2 separate regions of the Macaca mulatta genome follow, and region 1 is linked to region 2. The links are chromatin contacts, called in public Hi-C maps. All regions are on one chromosome and are shown on one strand. The core of a region is the stretch at or near the end of the contact, and the rest is flanking DNA. Distances in the headings are between cores, read along the strand shown. Region 1 holds the start of APEH (acylaminoacyl-peptide hydrolase). Region 2 holds the start of BSN (bassoon presynaptic cytomatrix protein).

Region 1 (5,856 bases), core at 2,356-4,855, 120 kb after region 2:
ATCATGAGCAAGGGCATTGCCTCCTCTCTCTGCCCACTTCAGGGCCCAGTGCACTCACTTTACAGTGACAGATCTCCCCCTACCATCATCCTTTTAGTCCTTGGGCAGAGCATGTGGTCTCAGGGCCCACAGTGAAAGAAGAGCAGTGGTGGCAACTATGCCTTGTCTTCTGGAGCCTGTAGGGAGTTTTCCAGGCAGGTCCTTTGCCATGACAGCATGGTCTGGCCCTGTTGGCCCCTCCCCTCTCCTGTTACCCACCCCCGTGCTGTAAATACTTGTCATCATGGACTCCAACAGGGTCAGAGGGACAGGCCTAATCAACTAAAACTCCTCGGAGATGCCATCTCTGTCTCCCTGGGTGCCAGCAGCCCTGCTGCCATGTGCACTGGGGTGGCACTGGAGAGCCATGGAAGTTGTGAGATATTGTGTGTGTATGCACATATGTGTGTGTGTGTGTGTGTGTGTGTGTGTATATGTTTCTGCCTCATTCAGTTTCCGGGGTGAAATCAGCTCCTTCTCTCCAAATGCACTACCCTGGAGAGTGGTGGCCACTCAATACCTTTTCCTCTAGCTTTCATGTCTTGGTTTTTGCTTTCCCCTTCCTCCTCCCTCTCTCCCTTTCTTTCCTTCTCTCCTTCTTTATTTGAGGGGGGAAGAGTGCTGTACAAAGTCAAACAAACAAGTTTACAGTTGTAAGTGCAATGACCCGAGTCCTCCACATGACCTTGTGAATTGTGTGCTGTCCTCCTGTGCTCTGTGAGAACTCGTGGTACTTCAGTGTCCCTCCCCCTGTATTGTGACAAGGTAATTCTGTGGTATCAGAATAAAAGGACTTGATATAAACAATCTACAGACTGTTTCTGGAATGCTTTCTCAAGTGGGAAGGCTTAGCTGAAGGAGCAAATCCCCAAATTTGCGACAATCCTGTCCATGGTTAAAGGGAAAAGGATGGACAGAGTTGCAGAAGTGCTGGCACAGCATGGGGCTGAGTCCACACCAAGCCATCCAAAGACACTGGGCCCTCCACAAAGGTGCCCAAGGGGAGGTCCCAAGCTTGGACCTGGAGCAGGCAGTCAGTGCGCAGGCTGTTAAGGGACAGCACCTCCATGGCCTTTAGGTGTGTTGGCTGCACACACAGCTTTCTGTGTGTTCCTGTGGTTCCACGGAGGCAGTGAACAAATGCTGCCCCCTGGTGCTGCCAACAAGCCCTACACCTCTCTGCCTTTCTCTGATTTTTCCGACCCCCAAACTCTTGCTGGCTGTCAGACCTTAGGCCTTCCTCAGATGGTCAGGAGTACCTCCTTACCAAAGTCACCCAGAGTTGTTAGATTTTTTTTTTTTTTAACACAGATAAACAAGAATCCCAGCTCCACCTCTGGCCCTCTCCCCAGAGTTAACATCTTGATGCATGTCCTTCTTTCCTGTTTGTTGTTCCAGTCTTCATTTTAAACCGAAGCCAGAAGGTGCAATATATCCTGTTTTCTAGCTTTCTGTTTATTTCCACATGTTTATTTCAGGTACTTAAATGTTCGTCTTCCAGTGCTCAACCTCCAGAGAGATACATGAGTTCGTAGCCAGTCTACCACACACAACCTTAGGAACAGGTGCTATGTTCCCAGTGTTCCTATCATAAACAATGCTTGATGAACAGCCTAGTTTCCAATCTTTCCACCCAAACTGGTGGCTGGGGCCACTCGTTCTACTCCTGTTTCTGGCCTTGATACAGTCCTGTACATACTCACAAATGCAGTGGCGTCAGAAAGTTGGTACTCTTTTTTTTTTTCCTTGAGACAGAGTTTCACTCTTGTTGCCCAGGCTAGAGTGCAATGGCACGATCTCGGCTCATTGCAACCTCCACCTCCCAGGTTCAAGAGATTCTCCTGCCTCAGCCTCCCAAGTAGCTGGGATCACAGGCGCATGCCACCACACTCCACTAATTTTTGTATTTTTAGTAGAGACAGGATTTCACCGTGTTGGCCAGGCTGGTCTTGAACTCCTGGCCTCAGGTGATCCACCCGCCTCGGCCCTCCAAAGTGCTGGAATTATAGGCGTGAGCCACCGCGCCCGGCCGGAACTTTTTTTTTTTTTTTTTTTTGAGACAGAGTCTCACTCTGTCACCCAGGCTGGAGTGCAGTGGCACGATTCTCGGCTCACTGCAAGCTCCGCCTCCTAGGTTCCCGCCATTCTCCTGCCTCAGCCTCCCGAGTAGCTGGGACTACAGGCGCCTGCCACCACACCCAGCTAATTTTTTGTATTTTTAGTAGAGACGGGGTTTCACCATGTTAGCCAGGATGATTTCTATCTCCTGACCTCGTGATCCGCCCGCCTTGGCCTCCCAAAGTGCTGGGATTACAGGCGTGAGCCAGTGCGCCCGGCCGGCCAGGACTCTTTTTTTTAACTTAACTAGTAATCTTGAGTAAGTAATGATGCGGCTGATGGGAAAGGGGAAGCTGCAGGCCAGACAGGTGGACTCTCAATCACAAGCACACCATGGAGCAGGGAGCCAGGGCCCTGATGTGGAAGACCAGCCAGACTCAGGTATATGGAGGGGACATCCTTACTGTCCAGCCTCTCCTGATCTCTGCTGGCACCTTAGCCCAGCCAATCCTGTGTCACGTGCACAGGAAGCCTGCCTGCCTAGGTTCTTTCCACAGGAAGCTCCCTGGACCTTGGTGGAGTCTGAGCCCACCAGGGTCCCCACACCCAAGAGCTCAGGTTGAGGCCTAGGGAGGAGGGGAAGGAACCCACCGGCTCACAGTCCCCAACAAGGAGCCACTGAGAAGGGTGGGTAAAGGCTGCGGGGATAGATAGCTCTTGCGGCAGGCCTGGTGACTGATAAGCCCAGGCAGCACCCTGAGAGTTGGCACTCGCCCCTCTGCCCCGCACCCCAGGGCTTTGCTTTGCGCCCTCCGCCCGGACTCTGGCCTTTCTCTTCTTCGTCTGCCTGGGAGTCCCTCCAGGGCAGGGCCTGGCACTGTCTAGTGAATGTCGGCTCGTAGTGGACCCGAAGGAACCCTACAGTCAGCCCCAGAGCCGCGGGAGATCCACGATGCGGCCGGCTCCCCCCTCCCCGCCCTCACCCTCACGGGCTCCCGGCTCCTCATTCCTCGCGGGGCTCCACTCTGGACCCGCCCGCCTCGCCCTTCATCCTCAGAGACTCATTGGTCCCATTCCCCTCGGGCCTCGCCCTTCAGGTGCTCGGGCCATGCCCGTCCGACCGCGCTGCTTCCGCCTCGCAGTCCTGTCTCACCCGCTTCTCTCGTAGGCCCTTCTACCCCCCCCGAAGCCCGGCTCCCGGGTTCCGCTTCCACAGGCCCGCCCTCTCTCCTCCGAGATCCAACGCCTCGCCCCACGGCCCCGCCCCCCACTTGACTAGTCCGCCCCTGGAAGGCCAGCTCCTCCTCTCGACGCCCCTGCTCTCTCCACCCGGGACTTCTCGCTGCCAGGCCGGGTCCTCTCACCGTCAAGGCCCGCCCCTTGCCAACGGTTCTCGCCTATTCGCCGAAAGCCCCCCCTCCCAGATTGCCGCAGGGCAGGGGCGGAGACAGCCCGGGCGGTCCCAGGCTCCGCCCCCGGAAGCCTCACTTCCGGGCGCGAGCACCCCCCCGCCCCGCCTCGCCCAGGCGGCAGAGAGGAGACTATGGAACGTCAGGTGAGGGCTCGGCCCGCGGTCCCCGTGGTCCCTGCAGCCCGGACCGGGCCTGACCCTGGTGTGTCCCCTGCGCAGGTGCTGCTGAGCGAGCCCGAGGAGGCGGCGGCTCTGTATCGGGGCCTTAGCCGCCAGCCCGCGCTGAGCGCCGCCTGCCTGGGCCCGGAGGTCACCACACAGTACGGCGGCCAGTACCGGACGGTGCACACTGGTGTGTGTGCGAAGGGGAACTGGCTGGCGACGGGGTCGCGCACTGGGGTGGGAAGGAAGCGGGTGTGGAGGGCTCGCTGCTTGACAGTGTGTAAGGGTGTATGGGGAGCCGGCCTGTACTTGGAGGATACACTCCCACAGGTCCCTGCACACAGGTGTGTGGGGAGGCGGGGGCGTGCGGGGCGTTATCGGATGGTGCCCATGAGTGCACGAGATGATGGTGTAGGGGTAGAATTCAAACCTGGGTTCAGGGCGTGGACTTTGTAGGGTGCTCCGCCAACACTCCATCCCATACACATGCCAGGCTGCCCTCAAGATTCCAGGGTGGGTGCTGGGGTTACTAGGGGGTTCTCTCAAAGAGGCTGTCAGCTCAGGCTCTGGAGGCCTGGACTAGGGTTGTGGACAAGTGTTGTCCAGCCCGCAGCCAGGGTGTCAGTGTCTGGAGACAGATTGAGAGACTGAGGAAGATCTAGGCCTTCCTGGGTCAGGTGGGCTGGGGGGCAGTAGCCAGGAGTAGCCAAGACAAGGTGAGCAGCCTCATGCCTCCCCTCACAGAGTGGACCCAGAGGGACCTGGAACGCATGGAGAACATTCGATTCTGCCGCCAATACCTGGTGTTCCATGACGGGGACTCAGTGGTGTTTGCCGGACCTGCAGGCAACAGTGTGGAGACCCGGGGGGAGTAAGTTTGAGGAAGGAATCTTGTGAGCAAGGCCACAGCGTCTGCAATGCAAGTCTTTTGTGAATGCCCACCATGTGCCTAGAAGGGAGACCAGGAGCCAGATTCTTGCCCCCTTGGGAGCTCATTCAGTTTCTGGTGACATGGCCTGATAAGCAACGGAGGCTTGCTCCAAACTCACCTGGACTAGAGCCTGTGGTGGCCTGGGGGAGCTGGGGAGAGTAGAGTCTCTGCCTCAGGGAGGAAAGGCAAGGTACTCCAGAAGCTGGTGTGGGGCCAGAGCCTCAAGAATCTCTCCTAAGAGGTGGTGCCCAGTAAGGGAGCAGGAAGGGGTTATTGCAAGATACTCCTGACCTGTGCTACCCCATGTCCACAGACTGCTGAGCAGAGAGTCTCCTTCAGGCAGCATGAAAGCTGTGCTGCGCAAGGCTGGAGGCACGGGCCCTGGGGAAGAGAAGCAGTTCCTGGAGGTGAGTCTACATGGGACCAGGTAGTGGGTGACTAGAGAGAGGCTCTGCCCCACAGATAAGGCTCTGTTAGCGGGCAAACAGCCTAATGCCCAGATGTCCTCAGGTCTGGGAGAAGAACCGGAAGCTCAAGAGTTTCAACCTATCAGTGCTGGAGAAACATGGGCCTGTTTATGAGGATGGTGAGGCATCTGGCTGGTGAGCAGGCAGGGTGGACAGGAGGGGTAGCCGTAGCCCTGGGCCCCCCCCTGATTGGCCCTCCCTGCACCCAGACTGTTTTGGCTGCCTGTCCTGGTCGCACTCGGAGACACACTTGTTGTATGTGGCAGAGAGGAAGCGCCCCAAGGCCGAGTCCTTCTTTCAGACCAAAGCCTTGGACGTCAGTGCCAGCGATGATGAGATAGCCAGGCTGAAGAAGCCAGACCAACCCATCAAGGTGCTCGTGGTCAATCCACGAAGGCCCAGCAGGGCAGCCCTGGGGCTCAGTGTGCTCCCTTCCCATACTGTGCTTGTCAGACCTGGGGAGGCACTAGCTTCTAGGAAGCAGAGCAGGTCCTATAGACAGGCTGGGCATTGAGTATCTTGTGTTCTCAGGGGGATCAGTTTGTGTTTTACGAAGACTGGGGAGAAAACATGGTTTCCAAAAGCATCCCTGTGCTCTGCGTGCTGGATGTCGAGAGTGGCAACATCTCTGTGCTTGAGGGGGTCCCTGAGAATGTGTCCCCTGGACAGGTCAGCAGCAACAGCCTATGTCCCTCCTGGAGTCTGGGGCCCTTCTTCAGCTACCATCCCTTGTTCACTTCTGCCCTGTGATCTTGTTTGCAGGCATTCTGGGCCCCTGGAGATGCTGG
Region 2 (6,580 bases), core at 4,026-6,525:
ATTTTTGTATTTTTAGCAGAGACGGGGTTTCATCATCTTGGCCAGGCTGGTCTTGAACTCTTGACCTCGTGATCCGCCCGCCTTGGCCTCCCAAAATGCTGGGATTAGAGGCGTGAGACACCACACTCGGCTGGGATGCAGTATGTTTTGACTTGGATGCTTACGACTTGGAGGAACCGTGTCTTCATTATTTTTTCTTGTCATAACAAACCTTCAGAATCATGTAACTCTAATAGCAATGGGCCTTAATTAGCTTTCTCGGGAGCAATGCATGGGTGGTGGGGTTAGGCTGGTGGTAAACATTTCTGACAATTTTTTACCAACTTTTTTCACATAATGCAAGCAAAGAGTTGCAAATTGCAACAGTAAAGGAATTATGTAGGCAAGGCATCAAGCAAATTCTGTATCTTCCAGGCTTATTCCTTTCTCCTGCTTTCCCAAGGGCCATGGCCAGCTTAAGACCTCAGTATACCAATGAGGTTGTCCAGGCCAGCCCAGGTGGGCTGCTGAGCAGAATGAAGATACAATTACTTGTTTGTAGCCTCATGCCAGCCTAAGGCTTGCTTAGGGAACCGCCTTATTCTCTATGTTAGTGGGCAGTGCCAACAAACCTCGGCCAGGAAAGAAAACCTCTGTTTCTTTGGGCTTCCTTCCTTCCTCTTCAGTTCTGTTTCTCTCTCCCAAAGAAGGAACGGGGCAGGGAGCCAATTTCCTGAGTCGCTTCTCATTGGGAAGTGAGACAGGCCTCAGCAGCACTTTAGCAAAAAGAAGGGTGCAGAGTTCAAGGAGCCTTGTAGACAGGAGCCAGCTCTCTCAGCCTCTCTGGAATAGTCCAAAGTCCATGGCACTATATCCTCTAGATGTAGCCTATCCTGTGTCATCCTTCTCTATTGTCTTCCTCCTCTGATCTCTCTAATGCCTACTCTTGCCTGCAAAGTTTGCCATTCTTCTTCACCCCCATAGACATCTTCATCTTTGGATCTGGTGCCTCCCCATGGAGGCTGCCATGCTGAAAGGATCAGCCCAGGCTGAACTGGACTTATGGGGAAGCAGGGAAGAGTCTGAGCTCTACCTGTTCTCCCCTTCTTGGGGATGACCTGCATGGTGCTTTGCCCATGGCACAGCTGGCCTCTGGGTGTAGTTCCTAAGGTCCTGTCATCTCTTCATTCTTCCACGATTTGCCTTCTGGTGACTAATCATTTCCACTAATCCCAGCAGTGGGCTGGCTCTGATTGGGCCTTTTCCCACCTGAATTTTTTTGTTTCATTTTGTTTTGTTTTTTTGAGACAGGGTCTTGCTCTGTCACCCAGGTGGGAGTGCAGTGGCACCATCACAGCTCACTGAAGCTTCGACCTCCCAGGCTCAGGTGATCTACCCACCTTAGCCTCCCAAGTAGCTGGGACTACAGGTGCATGCCACCATACCCAACTAGTTTTTGTATTTAGTAGAGAAAGGGTTTAGCCACGTTGCCCAGGCTGGTCTCAAACTCCTGAGCTCAAGCAGTCCACCTGCCTTGGCCTCCCAAAGTGTTGGGATTACAGGAGTGAGCCACTGTGCATGGCCCTGGATGGTTTTTTGTTGTTGTTATTGTTTTCTGATTCCATTTTCCCTCTGGTCTTCTGCAAGTGTCTGAGAGCATAGGCTGGAGAAGCAAGCTGGGGGGTGTCCGTCAGTTCCATTTAGGCATGTGGATTGATTGTCCTCTCATCTGGCCATCTCCAAAATGGCTGCCATGTGTCACATGTTATGCTGAAGTGGGAAGATATTTCAGCAAGTGAAGCTTAGGGGACTGGGAAAATCCTGCAGGGTTTCTAGGTCCATCCTGTCCCTGGTGGGGCAGCAGTTGGACCCAGGAGGAAGCGATACTTGACATACCACACAGCTGGCTTGCACAAACTGAAAGGTTTGTTTATTCATTTGTCATAAAGCACAGTCAACCCTAGTGAATTCTCCTGGATGAGTGAAGACAGCTCATCAACAACCCCTCCATGAGGAGAAACCAAATGCAATCCCAGCACTCTCCCTGTTACTTATTAGGTCAGCAGCTAAAGCCAAAGATCTCTCTGGGTGTTTTTAAGCCTGGTGATTGGTGGACCCCTTAGAGGCACAGGTGAGGGAAATGCTCAGAGCGTCGTGGAGAATCCAGCACAACCATCAGCCTCAGAGGGCCTGCTGAAGGCCAGCCCAGGGGATAGGACCAGTCAGACAAGGTCCTGCTGTTGAGGAGCCCCAGTCTAGATCAAGAGAAGGTAAATAGCCTCTGGGACAGTGAATGAAAATGGGAGATTGAATCAGAGCCCCAGATAACCAGAGGCCAACACCATCCCATGGTCCGTAGGAGTCCCTGGGCTGAATGTTAGGGGTGTATGAACACAGGGCAGGCATGTTCCTGGGGATGCTCCTCAAAGGAAACAGAACTGGGAGAGTTTGAGAGGAGAGGAGGGGCACCTCTAACCTACATTTTCAGGTCCTCCTGGGTCCCCTGTGCTGTGCCCTTTGTCACCAAGGCAGCAGAGACCCTGAAGGTCTGCTAACAGCCAGGAATCCACTCTGAGGAGGGCAACTCCCCAGGCCTTCAGGCTGGGTAGAGCTAATTAACCACACAGGAACCAGAGGCATGTTGATTTAAATCTGTGGAAAGCCATAGCTCCTGTGGTTTCTACAAAAACAAAAAATACACATCCTTTCCCCCATTTCAAGTAGCCCAACCCACACTGACTGGGGTCTGTGAAGCTATAACAGCCTGGGTTGGGACAAGGTCAGGCCACTGGCCTGCCCATAATGTTTGTGAGCATATTCTTCCCCAGGAGGAAATATGTGGCATAAGACTGCCACATCCCAGACCAACACCAGGGAGACAACTAATAACAGAGTTGTCATATATGTGCCAGTCACTTGTCCTGGTGGTGTACCTACATCAGCCTGGGTGCACTGACTCATGCTCATAATCCCAGCACTTTGGGAGGCTAAGGTGGGTGGATCACCAGAGGTCAGGAGTTCAAGACCAGTCTGGCCAACATGGTGAAATCCTGTCTCTACTAAAAATACAAAAACTAGCCAGGAGTGTTGGTGGGCACCTGTAATCCCAGCTACTAGGGAGGCTGAGGCAAGAGAATCATTTGAACCCGGGAGACGGACGCTGCAGTGAGCTGAGATCGCACCACTGAACTCCAGCCTGTATGCTGGGTGACAGAGCGAGAATCTGTCTCAAAAAAAAAAAAAAAAAAAGAAAAAAATTAAGTATCTACATCAGCCACTTCACCCTTACAATCCCTCATATTCGAGGAGCTACTAAGATTCTAACTTTGCAGAATAGGAAATGGAGGCTCAGTGAGCCTAAGTCAGTTGCCAAGGGTCCTATCAGGGCTGAGATGTGGACTCTTTTGGAGCCTAAATGTGCACATGTAGTCACCACTCACGAAGCTGTATCAAACATCCTGCAGCACAGGAGGAAACACGGCAAGGACCATCATCTGCAGGAAGAGAGGCTCTCTTCATCCTAGGTCATCCCAGAGGGGCCAGGCAGTTTAGCGCAAAAGACGGGAGGTATAAAGTCAGGAGAAAGTGTCAGGAAGTGGGGGCTCTGCATTTCCTCTTTCTCTTACTTGCTCCATCCCAGAGGCCAGGAGTGGAGGGGGAGCAGCTTGGAGGGCACAGGGGAAGGCCCAGGGAGGGTCCTGGCTCCTCCTCACCAGAACTGACACCGCCACCAGTCTGCGCAGCAGGCTGGCTATCAGCATTCATTGGGATCCCTGGATTATTCTAGGTTCAGTTAGAACTGCTTACACCCGGCCGGGAGCGGTGGCTCAAGCCTGTAATCCCAGCACTTTGGGAAGCCGAGACGGGCGGATCACGAGGTCAGGAGATCGAGACCATCCCGGCTAACCCGGTGAAACCCCGTCTCTACTAAAAAATACAAAAAACTAGCCGGGCGAGGTGGCGGGCGCCTGTAGTCCCAGCTACTCGGGAGGCTGAGGCAGGAGAATGGCGTAAACCCGGGAGGCGGAGCTTGCGGTGAGCTGAGATCCGGCCACTGCACTCCAGCCTGGGCGACAGAGCGAGACTCCGTCTCAAAAACAAACAAAAAAAAGAACTGCTTACACCCTATGTGATATATTCCACAACATTAGGAGAATTAAATGGGTTTGTAAAATGGGTTCAAGTTACTCAAGCCTTTCTACACAGTCATGATTTATGAAGCCAGAGATGAACTGGAATATAGGGTGCATTTCCTAGGAAATATTCTCCCATAGGAAAGTACAGGCTTGTGTGAGAAGCCACCAAAGCACACAATCCTGAGTAGTGGGCAGACACCGGTTGTAAATGTGAGGCAGCGGGGAAGTAATTCGGAAAGCTCTCAGGATAATGCAGAGGCAACATTATCCTGAGAGACAGTCCTGGGATCCACAGCTCCAGGCCTGAGAACCATAAACTCCTTTTCTCCATTCCCCAAGGTCACTCTCCCAGGGCTGACTGAGGTGGCCTCCCAGCTGGCTTCACGCAGCCCTGTCACACCCTCCATCTGTGCCCGGGGCACTTCCTGAGACTCCAGTTCCTCAGTGTGAATCCCAGATGGTTCCCATCACCATCTGGATAAAGGTTCCACTCCCCAGCTGGCCTTAGAGACCCCCACAATCCGGCCCGACCACCAAGCACCCTCCCTCTCCTTCCCTCTACGACTTCGCATCTCTGAACACACTTGTTCCTCTGCCTTCCCAACTCCTATGCATCCTTTGAGCCATCCTTGGGCCCCTCTCCTCTCCGAGGCCTGTCGTCACGACGTCTGCCCGCTGTGGCACTCCAGTTACCCGGAGGAGAGTTGCTACTCTCGAGTTCACCGAGGCGGAAAGCGCCCCCGGCTCCAAAGCAGGGCTCAGCGCGACGACCCCGAGGCCGCTTCTAGTGGCAGGTGCCCCTCCTCACAGGGCCCTCGCAGCGATCCCGCCGGGCCCCGCCCGGCTCCTTCTCAGCACGCGACAGCCGCGTGGGTCCTGGACAGCGCATGCGCGGGCGCCGGCGGCCGTTTCCCAGCGACCCCGAGGCTGGCGCGTGGACACACGTCCTAGCGGGCTGGCGGGAGCGCGCACAGGGGGGAGGGGGCGTATGCAGGGACGGGGGCCGCGAGACGCGCATGCGCAGCGGCAGGCGGCGGCGCGAGCCGAGCTGGGAGATGGCGGCGGCGGCGGCGGCGGCGGCGCCGAGAGTGTGAGCACTGCCAGGCAGCCGCCGGCCCGGGCGCAGCGCGACCCCGACCCCGCCCGCCCGCCTGCCCGCCATGGGCAACGAGGCCAGCCTGGAGGGCGGCGCTGGCGACGGGCCGCTGCCGCCCGGAGGCGCCGGCCCCGGCCCCGGTCCCGGCCCCGGCCCCAGCCCCGGCGCAGGAAAGCCTCCTTCAGCACCGGCCGGCGGCGGACAGCTCCCCGCGGCTGGAGCAGCGCGGTCGACCGCTGTACCACCGGTCCCTGGCCCCGGCCCCGGCCCCGGCCCTGGCCCGGGCAGGTAAGCGCGTGTCTCGGCGCCCGGGGGGCGGTGAGCTGCAGCCTGAGGCCGGGGCCCGGGCCCAGGATCCCGCGATCTAGTGTGGACAGCGAGGTTCGACGTCCGGCCGCACTTTGAACCCTGCCGGACTGGTGTGAACTGGGTGGTCGCGGGAAGCGGCCCTTCCTTTCCAGCTGCCCCGCTTTGGCGTGGCAGGATGACGAGCGCAGGGTCAGTCGGGGCCTGCAGACCGTGACTCCGTCACGAACCCCAAATTCGTTTCTCCCCAACGCTCGGGCCTGACCGCTCAGGAGGGGCTTATGTAACCTTAGCCTGGTCCCTCCGCACAGGGGAGCAATGGGATGGAAAACGTCCTCCCTGTCTGCTGGTGTCTGCATGTGTCCATTGTGCTGGGCCGAGGAAAGAGCACAATGGGAGTGGCTGTCAGGGAAGATAAGTGTCACTGCGAGGAACAGAGAGATGAAAATAGTTGAACCATGAACTTGGTCTTGGGCTTTCCTTGGGCATTTAGTGGCTGTAATCACCTTTGGGGGAAAGGAAAATTGCCCACTGGACACCAAGAGGTGCTTATTTAGGCCCAACAATACTAATAGGATCATGTGCTTTCACCAAGGTTTAGGGAAACATTTTGGGGTGAAGCAAAAATGCTATTGAGTCATCCAGCACCAGATATGTTCTTGTTACCTTATGATTTAGATCAAACCAGTGGAAAAGCTGAAAGCCACACAGAATGCTTTAAACAGAACATATCTGATTAAATACTGTGAAACCAGTTTGTTTTAAATGTATGCCAACCCAGGTCCTGCAAAAACAGTCAAGTGGCAGTGAAGGCTGTAAGGGAATGCCAATATATAATAAGTTGTAGACTGAAAACTCAGGAAAACTACTAAGAGATGACAGGATAAAATGGAAGGCATTATCTTTGCACCAAATAGGCTTGGGGAGTAGCAAAACCCCCAGGGGGTGGGAGGGAGGTGCTTCCAGCTCCATGTGAGTCTGCTGATATATGTTGCCCTGGCTTTTCTGTGTGGGAGCACATAAACTGTGAGAATGCATAATTTTTTATTCTTTGGCTGCCCGA

The links. A called contact is a pair of places that touch in the nucleus more often than the background predicts.
Region 1: a Hi-C map of fetal cortex germinal zone shows a contact between it and region 2, with 2.2 times the contacts expected there. The contact joins the promoter of APEH here to the promoter of BSN in region 2. A contact is called at or near these places in 8 of 14 Hi-C or Micro-C datasets (CD4 T cells, blood, cortical neurons and 4 more).

What each region holds. Positions count from the first base shown.
Region 1 is chr2:113,133,898-113,139,753 of T2T-MMU8v2.0, forward strand. APEH (acylaminoacyl-peptide hydrolase) reads left to right here and starts at 3,606. Exons shown (of 22, transcript NM_001261735.1): 1 at 3,606-3,652; 2 at 3,728-3,860; 3 at 4,415-4,541; 4 at 4,915-5,008; 5 at 5,112-5,187; 6 at 5,278-5,441; 7 at 5,600-5,737; 8 at 5,831-5,856. The coding sequence starts at 3,641. BSN (bassoon presynaptic cytomatrix protein) reads left to right here. Exons shown (of 13, transcript XM_077992567.1): 13 at 1-846.
Region 2 is chr2:113,014,803-113,021,382 of T2T-MMU8v2.0, forward strand. BSN (bassoon presynaptic cytomatrix protein) reads left to right here and starts at 5,276. Exons shown (of 13, transcript XM_077992567.1): 1 at 5,276-5,499. The coding sequence starts at 5,276.